Regions from separate parts of the Sus scrofa genome. Here regions 2, 3 and 4 are each linked to region 1. A link is a contact called in public Hi-C and promoter capture Hi-C data. All regions are on one chromosome and are shown on one strand. The core of a region is the stretch at or near the end of the contact, and the rest is flanking DNA. Distances in the headings are between cores, read along the strand shown.

What was found. Promoter capture Hi-C pulls out the DNA fragments that hold promoters and counts their contacts. Hi-C and Micro-C count contacts between places; a contact is called where the count stands out from the background.
Region 2: a contact with region 1 is called in a Hi-C map of mesenteric adipose tissue, with 1.9 times the contacts expected there. A contact is called at or near these places in 4 of 47 Hi-C or Micro-C datasets (embryonic fibroblasts, mesenteric adipose tissue, retroperitoneal adipose tissue and 1 more) and 1 of 2 datasets of targeted methods (skeletal muscle).
Region 3: a contact with region 1 is called in a promoter capture Hi-C map of fetal liver, with 4 times the contacts expected there. A contact is called at or near these places in 3 of 5 promoter capture datasets (fetal liver and liver), 19 of 47 Hi-C or Micro-C datasets (alveolar macrophages, blood, embryonic fibroblasts and 9 more) and 2 of 2 datasets of targeted methods (alveolar macrophages and skeletal muscle).
Region 4: a promoter capture Hi-C map of liver shows a contact between it and region 1, with 10 times the contacts expected there. A contact is called at or near these places in 3 of 5 promoter capture datasets (fetal liver and liver), 5 of 47 Hi-C or Micro-C datasets (fetal liver, liver and skeletal muscle) and 2 of 2 datasets of targeted methods (alveolar macrophages and skeletal muscle).

The regions. Positions count from the first base shown.
Region 1 is chr4:12,458,952-12,461,651 of Sscrofa11.1, reverse strand. MYC (MYC proto-oncogene, bHLH transcription factor) reads left to right here and starts at 1,292. Exons shown (of 4, transcript NM_001005154.1): 1 at 1,292-1,912. The coding sequence starts at 1,883.
Region 2 is chr4:12,315,710-12,318,409 of Sscrofa11.1, reverse strand. All of the region lies in intron 1 of LOC106509952 (a long non-coding RNA gene), which reads left to right. Among named protein-coding and RNA genes, the nearest start is that of MYC, 140 kb to the left of the region's middle.
Region 3 is chr4:12,264,118-12,266,817 of Sscrofa11.1, reverse strand. The region is part of intron 3 of LOC106509952 (a long non-coding RNA gene); the gene reads left to right. Among named protein-coding and RNA genes, the nearest start is that of MYC, 190 kb to the left of the region's middle.
Region 4 is chr4:12,216,765-12,219,464 of Sscrofa11.1, reverse strand. The region is part of intron 4 of LOC106509952 (a long non-coding RNA gene); the gene reads left to right. Among named protein-coding and RNA genes, the nearest start is that of MYC, 240 kb to the left of the region's middle.

The DNA.
Region 1 (2,700 bases), core at 43-2,542:
CGAGTCCAATAATAAAAAGCAAAGAAGACCCAGAAAGGAAAGTCAACGTCCAGTTTGTCCGAGGAGGAAAGAGTTAACGGTTTTCGTCGCCAGGGACTATGCTGACTCCCCAGGCAGGATCCGCCAGCTCGTCTCCTTCCCTCTTCTGGGGAGTCTGGTCCTGCGACTCGCGTCCCCCTCCCCAGTATTCTCGCGTCTAGCGCCTTCGATTTCCCCCAACCTGGGAGCCCCAGCGTAGTGCAAACCGACGCCACGGGGCGCAAAAAGGATTCGTCTCTACTGAAACCTGGGTGCAGAACTGGGACCTCCGAGCGAGAGGTGCGGGGGTGTGGGATGAGGGTGCAGAAGGGCAGAGAGTGGGTGGGGAGCAGAGAGTGGGTAGGGAGCGGAGAGTCCCCCGCAGCGCGCACCCGCAAGCGCGCTCCTCCTTTACTCCAGCTCCGGAACCGGCAGAAAGATCTCAGGGCTTAGCGCGTCCAGGGGGGCAAGCGGGCTCCCGCGGAGGTCTGTGTCGGTCTGCGCCAGCGGAGCCCGGAGGTGAGGGGTCGACCGAGGCTTTGGCAGCGATTTAGGGGTTTCATTCTAGATGGAAGGTGCTCAGTCGAGGTAGCTGTACACACAGAATGCCTAACACCCCCAACAAATGCAGTGGGTGTTTATTCAGAACTCGCTCTCCAAGTATACGTGGCAATGCGTTGCTGAGTTTTTTAAAATAATTCCAGGTACCATTTTCCTCCCTACACCTCTGATCATTTTTCCCCATCTACACTTACCCCACACCACACACACACAACGCGCACCCGCAAATACCCCCTTCTTTCCTCCTCTCTTCGTAGGGCTTATTTTCCAAACGCTGCCCTTTCCCCAGTCTTAGGGAGGCGCCCCCTCGGCCCGGGACGTGCGTGGCTTGGCGGTGGGTACACCGTGTATTCTCAGTGTGGAGGGTCAGCTGTTCCGCCCGCGATGATTTAAGCACAAGGGACCAGTATGCGGTTTGTCACCCAGAGCGCTGCGCCAGAGGAGCAAGCAGCAGAGAAAGAGGGTTTGAGCGGGAGCAAAAGAAAATGGTAGGCGCGCGCAGTTAATTCATGCGGCACTCTTACTCTGTTTACATCCGAAAGCTCTGCGCACTGGAGTGCCAGGCTCAAAGGGCTGAGTCTCCTCCCTCCCAACCACCCAACCCCTCCCTCCCTCCCCGGGCTGAAGCGCCCCTCCCGGGTTCCCAAAGCCGAGGGCGGGGGGAAAAAGAAAAAAAAGATCCGCTCTCGCGAATCCCCGCCCACCGGCCCTTTATAGGCGAGGGTCTGCGCGGCTGAGGACCCTCCGGCTGCGCATCTCTCGGCTGCCGCCGCCTTTGCCGCACCCCGGCCACCGCTAGGCTCCCCACTGCCTCTGGAAGGGCAGGGCTATACAGAGGCTTGGCGGGAAAAAGAGCACGGAGGGGAGGGGTGTTCCTAGCAGTATAAAAGCCGGTTTTCTGGGCTTTCTCTGACTCGCTGTAGTAATTCCAGCGAGAGGCAGAGGGAGCGAGCGGGCGGGCCCTCCAGGGTGGAAGAGCAGAGCCGGCCGAGCAAGCTGAGTCGCGCTCTGGGCGCCCGGGGGAAGGGAGATCCGGAGTGAAAGAGGGTCTTCGCCTCCGTCCCGGCCGCCCCCACCCCACCCTGCCCGCCGACCCCTGCCAGCGGTCCGCCACCCGCGCCGCATCCACGAAACTTTGCCCACTGCAGCGGGCGGGTACTTTCCACTGGAACTTACAACACCCGAGCGACAACGCGACTCTCCGGACGCGGAGAGGCTATTCTGCCTATTTGGGGAGACACTTTTCCCTGTCGCTGCCCACGACTCGCTCCTCTGAAAGGCGCTCCTCGCCGCTTTTTGGACGCTGGATTTCCTTCGGATAGTGGAAAACCCGGTGAGCACCCAGACCTATTTGTCTTTTAATTTCTTCTTGCTACCGCTTTCAATCCGCGATGAGTCGAATGCCCGAATTGGGGTGTCTTTTCTCCCATTCCTGCTCTATTGACACTTTTCTCAGAGTAGTTGTGGTTGGTCGGGGTAGGGTGGGGACGAACCAGAGCTGGGTCGGGGTGCAATGACTTGTCAAGAAGGAAGAGAGGAAGGCAGAGGGAGAACGGGGTGCTTTTTTTTGAAAGTAGCCTTTAGAGGGGTTGGTTGTTTTTGTGTATTTTTGTTTTAATGTAGATGAACGCTGACCTCGGCCGGCTGGGCATTCTTGCTTTATTGCATTTGATTGCTTTTTTGCCTTTTGGAGGGAGAAGGGGGGTATGCTTCGCAGTGGGCAGAAAACCCTTTACGTCCTGAGCTCCTAGGAGTAAGAATTACATATTGCGTGTGGAGCGAGAGCTCCGCAGCCTCTGACTTTTTGCCGTCTCCGAAAGGGCATTTAAATTTCGGCTTACCGCATTTGTGACAGCGGAGACTGCGGCGAGTCCCGCCCGCCGATCCCCGCGGCGCTTCAATTCGCCCCCCGGCTCCTCTTAGAAGTTGGCGTTTGGCTTTTTAAAAGAATAATGAAATTAAAGCTCTTGGTCCTCGGAGATGTTAAGACTTGGTGTTGGGGAAGCGCGGGGACGGGGGAGAGGGAGGCTGGCGCAAAGATGTGTCCGATTCTCCTGGAATTATTGACTCGGGGGAAAACGAGGACAAATCTCCGCACCCCGCCTTGGCTCCTCGGCCGCC
Region 2 (2,700 bases), core at 45-2,544, 140 kb after region 1:
GCCACACCTAAGCTGTGACATACAGAAGTTCCTGGGCCAGGGTCAAATCAGAGCTGCACCTGCAACCTACACTGCAGCTTGTGGCAACACTGGATCCCTAACCCACAGGGGATTGAACCTGCACCCTCACAGAGACATCGGGCCCTTAACTCGCTGGTAATACCTGCAGTCCATCTTAGAACATTTTTATTGAGATCCCTGGTGGCCTAGTGGTTAAGGACTAGGCGTTGTCACTGAAATGGCTCAGGTTTGATCCTAGGCCTGGGAATTTCTGCATGCTGTGGGTGCGGCCAAAAAACCCCACGATAAACCAAACTGGAACAGAAAAGATCATTTTTGTCACCCCTAAAAGGAACTTGTATCCATTAGCAGTCACCCCAATTCCTCCAACCCTGGAAACCACCAACCTACTTTCTGTCTCTATGGATTTATCTGTTTGGGGCATTTCATAATTTGGTCTCATAGTACATGTGGTGTTTTGTAAACTAGCTCATTTCATTTAGCATAATGTTTCCAGGATTCATCCTTGGAAATTGTACCATGTGTCAATACTTAATTCCTTTTCATGGCTGAATAATATTCCGTCCTATGGCTAGACCACTTTTTTTTTTTCTCCTTTTCCTTATTATGGCCACACCTGCGCCATATGGAAGTTCCCAGGCTAGGGGTCAAATCAGAACTGCAGCTGAGGCCCACGCCACAGTCACGGCAAAGGCAACACTGGATCCTCACAGCCGCATCTGTGACCTCTGCCACAGCTCGTGGCAACACCAGATCCTTAACCCACTGAGCGAGGCCAGGGATTGAACCCGCATCCTCAGGGAGATAGTTTTGGGTCCTTAACCTGCTGAGCCATGATGGGAACTGCCACATTTTGCCATGCCTCTGTCATTGGATGTGTGGACACAACAAAACTCCTTATTTGAAAAATCAAGACGCCGATGGGGTTGGTTCAGAATCATGAGGCAGAGGCAAAACTCACAAATGAGGCTCTCCGCCATGCCTCAAGAGGCCTGGGAGGTCAACTCTAAGCTCGAGGTGGAGGCTAGAATGTGTAGAGCTGACAAGCCTCTCAGCTTTTATGTAGCACTAACTCTATGCCAGGCGTACGATAGGAAACCCATCTGGAGTTGGTGGGAAATATCTGATTGTATAATCATCTTGGACAGAACCCCAAACTAATCCTAGGCCATCCAGCTAGACTTTTGTGGGAGGAAGAATGGGAGGGGAGGCTTGCGTTCTGGGCCCGTTTCATTTGATTTCACAGGCTGAGCCTCTCAAGGAGGGAGGGGCAGAGAAGAGAAGCACCCTCCTTGTCTCTGGCCCTCCAGACTCCAGTCTCTGTCCGGCTCTCGTCCCGGGCTGCGCGGGCCCTCGGCGTCAGTACTCACTTGAGAGGCTGATTCAGCCCAGGCCTGCTGTCTGGCTTCGGCAGCTCGACTCTGCAGGAAATGCTAAAAAATCCAGGCCTGCTAGCATTCCTGGTCATCTCCCAATCATTTAATTATGACTAATTGTAGGGGATGCTGTTGGTGTCCTGCCCGGGCCCCCTTTACTGGACCGGCACACTCACCCGCCCCCAGCTGTTCAAGTTCATGGTCTGGTGTCTGGTGGCCCCTTCTCGGGAGAGTTGCTGCCTCATCCAGGAAGTTGCTCACCCCGCCACCCCCCAGCTGCTGCTGACTCAGGGGTACAAGAGGCCAGCCCCCTTGCGCTATAGTGGAGTAAACTCCGTGGTCCCATTTATGTCCCAGAGCTGCCCCTGGGAGCAGATGGGGGCTGGTGTCCAGTCCTTGCTGAGCCCCTGCCTGCCTGTCCCTTGTTCCCCTTCTCCCGAGTACACGCCCCCCTGGACTCGCCCCCAGGAATCCCCATCTCAGGGTGTGTTTCTGGGGAGTGCAGCCTAAGACACGGTCTCATGACACAGTCCCTTCCAGGGTCCCCTCTGAGGACTGTCTCGGAGATCCTCTGCCTGAGCCTTCTGGCCGTGGCCCCCAGAGTGTTTGGTTTTGTTGGTTTGCGTTTCAAAGTCTTTTCAGGCTAATCGGACCCTTGGAAAAGTCTGCATTGAATCACAGGCCTGGCGTGGTTCCCCGCCTTCCTCCCCTCCCTCTCTGTTTCCTTTCCCTCCTTTCATTCCCCACGAGCATCCTTTCCTGTGTTCACAATGACCTCAGCAGAAAGCAAGAAGAAAAAGCCACTGGACAGGGCACACGGGCAGCTCCCTAGCTTTGGTACCTGATGGCCCAGGGTCTGCCAGCCGTCAGCCGTGACCAGGTAATCAGTGGTGACATCTCCAGGCCTTGGCTGGGTAATCTGTCTCTTGGCATTGTCTTGAGGATCAGGCTAACTGGGACGGGTGACATGATGCAGGGACTGGCAGAGAGTCCGAGTTCAGCACGCGGGGGCTGGGAAAACGTCCCAAAGGGCTTCCGGACTCCCTAGCCCACTCTGGGCCTCGAGCCTTGGCAGCCGGTTAGTATCCGTCCATCCAGGTCCTTTTCAGGTCTTGTTGCTTTTGTTCATGTCATGCTTTCCTCCGGGGCTCCTCTTCCTTTTCTTTCTGAGCCCCATGGAAAGCAGTTTGCAAATGCCACCTCCTCCCTGAAGCCCTCCTGGGTGCCTGGCGGGCGGGATCACTACTTCCCAGCACAGCCCTGCTTGACGTGATGGTGGGTGTGTGTAGACGGTGTAATGAAA
Region 3 (2,700 bases), core at 83-2,582, 190 kb after region 1:
GAAAGAACACGGGACTGAATCATTGAAAAGGCGGGTGTAGAGAGGAAAAGCCAGAGTGGGAAGCAAAGGGAGAAAGTTTTTAAAGATGTGGCGCCAAGAGGGAGGCCGGGTGTGGTTTTTTTTCCCTTCGATGAGATGTTGAAAAGAATAAGCGATGTGCCGAGAAAAGGAAAAATGAGCCCTGCTGCACCCGGGAAACCTCTGCAAGGGTGGGAAGTTGGGTGAGAAAGTGTGGACGGCGAGAAGTCAGGTGGAGAAAGCAGCCCAGGACGGTGCTCACGCGTGCGTGTCCTCTTTGCTCGCGCCTTATACCTTTTCAAAAGGCGGTTGCGTTTCCATCCCCCCGACCCCCTCCGGGGCGTTCAGGAGCCGAGTGGCCACGGAGATGGAGAGCATGGGGCTTTGCCCTCTGGTCAGGGTGGGCCCCTGACAGACAGAGGGTCCTCCAGGCTCACCAGGTGTGTGGGAGGCCTGGGGATGGGCCCTTGTCCATTCCGGGAGGCTTCCTGGAGGGGGTACTGTCTCTTGAGACTCTCGGAAGATGCATGTGAATAAGACATTAGCAGAAGCCTTTCTCTACTCAGCCGCCTGGGTGCTCACCTTCCCGCTGGCTTGGATTTTGTGATCTACTTGCTTATTCTCTAGCTAGTGTCACATTCTAGTGTCAGCAGGCAGCGGCCGTGAGTACAGCTCGCAGGCCCGCCTTTTTTTTTTTTTGCCCCTGGAGCCCTCAACCAGTCCTTCAGTTGGGTTTCAGAAGCCCACGCTCCTGGTCCAGGCCATCAGCTTGGGAAGCGGAAGTGTATACGGATGCAAAGCTGCCTCTTCTGGAATCCCTGCTCCCTGGAGCACCTGCAGGGCTTGAGCTCCTGTGCCGGAGGGTTGGGGGGGTGGGGGGTGGGTGTGGGGTGGAAGAGCCAGTGGGAGGCCAGGCGCTGGGGTAGAGGATCTGAAAGCTGGGAGAACGGTTCTTTTGACAGAGGAAAGGCTTGGCAGGTCTGTCTGGGGGTAATGAGAAAGGAATTTCCCCAGAACTCAGCTGCTGGAGGTGGACAGAGCGGGAGTAGATGTTAGGACCTCAAGGCTGACAGTCCTGGACACATCCCTGGGCTGGGCTGGTCTGTCCCGGGGTGGGGTTTAAGAAAAGCCCAAGCACTTGGCTCATGTGTGGCTTCTACTTGTTCTAAAGGCACTGCCCTCCCACCCGGAGCCTGTGTGCCTGCCCCCCTGGCTGAAGTCAGCTCACCCGGGCTGCGCGCCAGCAGGAGGGATCTGCAGCCTTCCCATCCGTGGGCTTGTTTGCCCCGTTCCTGCCGTGGAACAGACGAGTACCAGTATCTGGGCTTCTAGCCCAGTGTACTATCTAGGAGATTCTAGCCTACTTCCCTCTCCTCTCTCCGACCCTGGGCCAGTCCTTTCTAGCTCCCCATGCTTCTTTTCTCAGCTGCACAACCCAGCCGGGGGCAGGGCGGTGGGGGGGGGGAGCATGGTCAGTGAAAAAGAGCCCTTGTGGTTTGCCTCTCTCCCACCTCCTTACCTGCCTGGCTCCGGCCCACCGAGTTACTCTCCCTCCTCCCGGCCCCGGCCTCCTTCCTGCACCTGCACACAGGGTGCCTTTTTCCTGGCTTTTAGGGCCTCCTCGTCTGGCTCCGCCTCCCCCGGGAACATCTCTTGGCTCCTGCCTGATCGTCCCAAACCAGCCCTCTCTGGCCTGCAGTGAGAGGGTATCCGAAGGCACCCATCTGCGTGTCCTTGGACGCGCGCCAGCTCTGGTCATTAGCCACGGGGTGTGTGTGTGTCAAGGTCGCTTCCTTTATTCCGTGGCCAGAGTATTGAAAGATCTCCTGGCCCACTCGGAACTCTACCCTTGAAACAGAAACGGATTTTCAAAACACCTCTGCAACTGGCCCATTTTACTATTACTGTTTCTTGTGGTTTCATATTGAGGTTTTTGGCTCATTGCATTTGACCTGGGGTTTATTTTTAGTAGCGAAGACAGAGTTCAATTAATGTCAGAGACATGAGGGCAAATGCAGAGGAGGGATTCGTAAGTCTAGGGGAAAATGTGCCTAATTTTGTTTCTTCTGATAATATCTGTCACGCTGGCAGACACGCAGCTTCCTCGGCGGTGCCTTCGATGGGCTTTGCAGAGGCAGGGAATCTGCCCACCCCCCCAAATGGAACCGTCTCTGGGTCTCCTGCGGTCCAGTTTATCCAGCAGCTGGCCACACAGCTGGCCGTTATCGTTATGGCTGATAATTGTTATAATTAATATTAGAGTAAAGGCCACTCTTTGGAACCTTCATTTCTTATCATCTCCCCAGTGGGTTCGGTTTCCTTCTGTCTCCAGGAGCAGCACCCGACTGGCTTGACTATCCGCTCTCCTCCCTGCACCGTGAGTGCTTTGAGAACAGGCTCTGGGTCTGGCTCTCTCTTTAGTCCCAGCCTTTGGCACCGTGACAGGAGCACAGGCTATGCTCGGGGAATGTTTTCCTGGATCGCCTGCATTTTTTTGGATACCGGGTGTGGGTGAGAAAGTCAGACTTCATGCAGCCACTGCTCTTTCTGCAAGGGCTCCCCGGTCTGTTCTGGGGTTGGGGGAAACCAAGCCCTATTTGCTTAGGACTTAGCAGTTGATCAAGTTCCTTCTTGTTCTTCCGTCTTTCTTTTCTTCCATGGCGATTTACGGAGAACCTGCAG
Region 4 (2,700 bases), core at 40-2,539, 240 kb after region 1:
AAAAAAAAAAAAAAAAAAAACAAAAACAACATTTACAGCAGTAGACTCTGAGGGGAGCAGATTTTCCCTTCCATGAGGTGGGTGGGCCTCATCCAATCAGTTGAAGGCCTCAAGGGAGAAGTACCGAAGGCCCCAAGGAAGTGGGGATTCTGCCTCCAGATGGCCTTCAAACTTGAGGTACAGCATCACCTCTTCCCCTGACCCACCCTGCGGACTTTGGACTTGTCAGCCTCCACAACTGTAGGAGCCCATTCTTTAAGGTACCTGTCTATCATTCATCTAGCTAGCTAGCTACATAACCATCTGTCTCTTCTGTCATCTATCCATCTATCTCTCTATTATCTATCTGCCTGTCATCTATATATCTATCTATTATCTATCATCTATCCAGCTATCCCTCTATTATCTATCTCTCATCTATCTCTCTGTTATCTGTCTATCACCTATCTCTCTATTATCTATCATCTATCATCTATCATCTGTCATCTATGTATCCATTATCTATCATCTATCCATCTACCTCTCTATTATCTGTCTATCACCTATATCTGTCTGTCATCTGAGCATCTAAAGAGCAAGTGTGGACAGTGAGGAGTGGTCCACGGGGCTTTCCGGCCCAAGTCCAGGGAATCAGAAACCCTATGTGTGTTTCATATTTACAGAGCACTTCCTATGTGCCAGGCATCTCTGTCACTGGAAGCTGCCTCGTCTGAAAACCAGAGCCATCCCTCTCTTTATTTGTTCTGGCAGGTTGGGAAATGTTCCCATTAGGGCCACCTATTTATTTGACTGACGTTTTGTAATTCCCGTGTCTCAGCTCGTCCAGAGTTCCGGGCTGCAGAAAGGGCACAGCCGCTCCTTCTCCAGTGGCAGAAACAGATTATTCCAGCATCTTCCTTCCAGGCCATCTTCAGTTCCCCTCACCTCCAGCCTCTTGAAGCTATCTAGAATCTCTTGATACCCAGTAATCCCGTTTATTAAAGCCTGGGGTGCTTCCTTTCTGGCGAGTGTTGGCAGCCCTAAGACATATAGGGTCATTTGAACTTGATCACTTGAAAAACCTGTGGGGCGAACAATGCAAAGTGCAGGACGTGGCGATGAATTTCCCTCACCCTCTTTGTTCCCTGTTTTGCGTGTGTGGCAGAAGGTTTAACCCATATTTTCCAAGAACTGTGTAGGTGGGTTGCTGGGGACAATTGATTTTTAGGGAAGTATTATTCCTCTGGATGTGGAAACCATGAAGCAACGAATAACATTGAGCAAGAGGTGTCCTGATGACCAGGCCTGAGCTAATTATGGTGCTGTGTGTTTGCGCCCCTGGGTCATCAGAGGCGTCCCTTCGGCCTGAGTTGGCTTTTGCTCTGGACTCAGGGTAACCCCAGGATCCTTGTTCTAGCCAGCTGTCAAGTGGATCATCTACTTTTGAAGGCTGTGATGGGTTCTGAATGTGAAGAAGTATATCGTGACAGGTGCAAGGGACACAGACCTGTGGCTGAGGAATACTGAGTTCTGGTTCCCATCCTGCCCCTGCCTTGCAGTGTGACCTCAGGCAAGTTTCCTGACCTCTCTGAACAGTGCTGTCTTCACTGGGTTGAGTTTGGGCTTGGTCATCTCTGAGACTCCAGCCAGTTGGGGTTACATAGCCCGAATAAAGGGCCACCCTGCCTTCAGCAATTCACTGGCTGTTGTGCGGGACCAGTGCTGCCAAAGAAATTTTTGGACATTGCAGTGAAATTTCTAGAAATGTAGATGTAGGCAGTGAGTTCAGAGATATTTTAAACATCCTGCAGGTGACACCTGTAGCCAGGAAGAGACCATAGGTCTTCTCAGCTTTGCAGCTCCACACGGATGCACTGCTCTTCATGCTTATCACCGGCTGGGGGCCAGGAGCTGAGGGATGTCCCTTGGATTCTTTTTGTCTTAAAATCACTACAAGTATTTTCAAGGAACCGGGGGTGCAAAGCCACGCTGGAAGCTGGGTCACAAGATCGTGGTTGCCTGGAGACCTTGATGGAAGGCCTTCCTTTCCTCGTGGGTGGAAATATCCTCTGAGACAGCAGATGCAGTCAGCTGATCTCCTTGGGATTTAGCCCCAGATCCTACCACCAGCCTTGTCCCTGGCTCCATGGGTGCTGCGGCATTCAGAGCTGGAGGAAATCAAATCAGTGTATGCATTTTTCACTCAACAATACATCTTATAGGTTTTCTGTATGAGTGTACGCCACCTCGCTTTTTTTGTTTTTTTGTTTTGGCTGCACCACAGCTGTAACCAGAGCCACAGCAGTGGCAGTACCAGACCCTTAACCCACTGAGCCATGAGGGAGTTCCAACCTCACCCTTTTTAACTGCTGTGTAGTATTCCCTAGTTTCCCCAGCAAGTCTGTATTAATAGACATTTTGCTTTTATCCATTTCCCCCTTTTATTTCTGCCTCCCCTGATGTCATGACAGAGATTTTTTTTTTTTTTTTGCTCACCTCCACAGTACAGCCCCTTCCTTCCTTCATTCCCTCTCTCTCTTTTCCTTTACTCCTTCCCTTGCATCCGTCCATCCTGGAGCCACTCATCAAACACGCTGTCCCTACAGATGCTCAGCATAAGGGGCAGAATCCTGAGGCCCTGCCGCTAGGAGTTCCCGCCCACTGGGGAAGCAGAGACTAAGCAGATTATGGAGATTCCCGGAAACAGCTTCTTCAACAGCC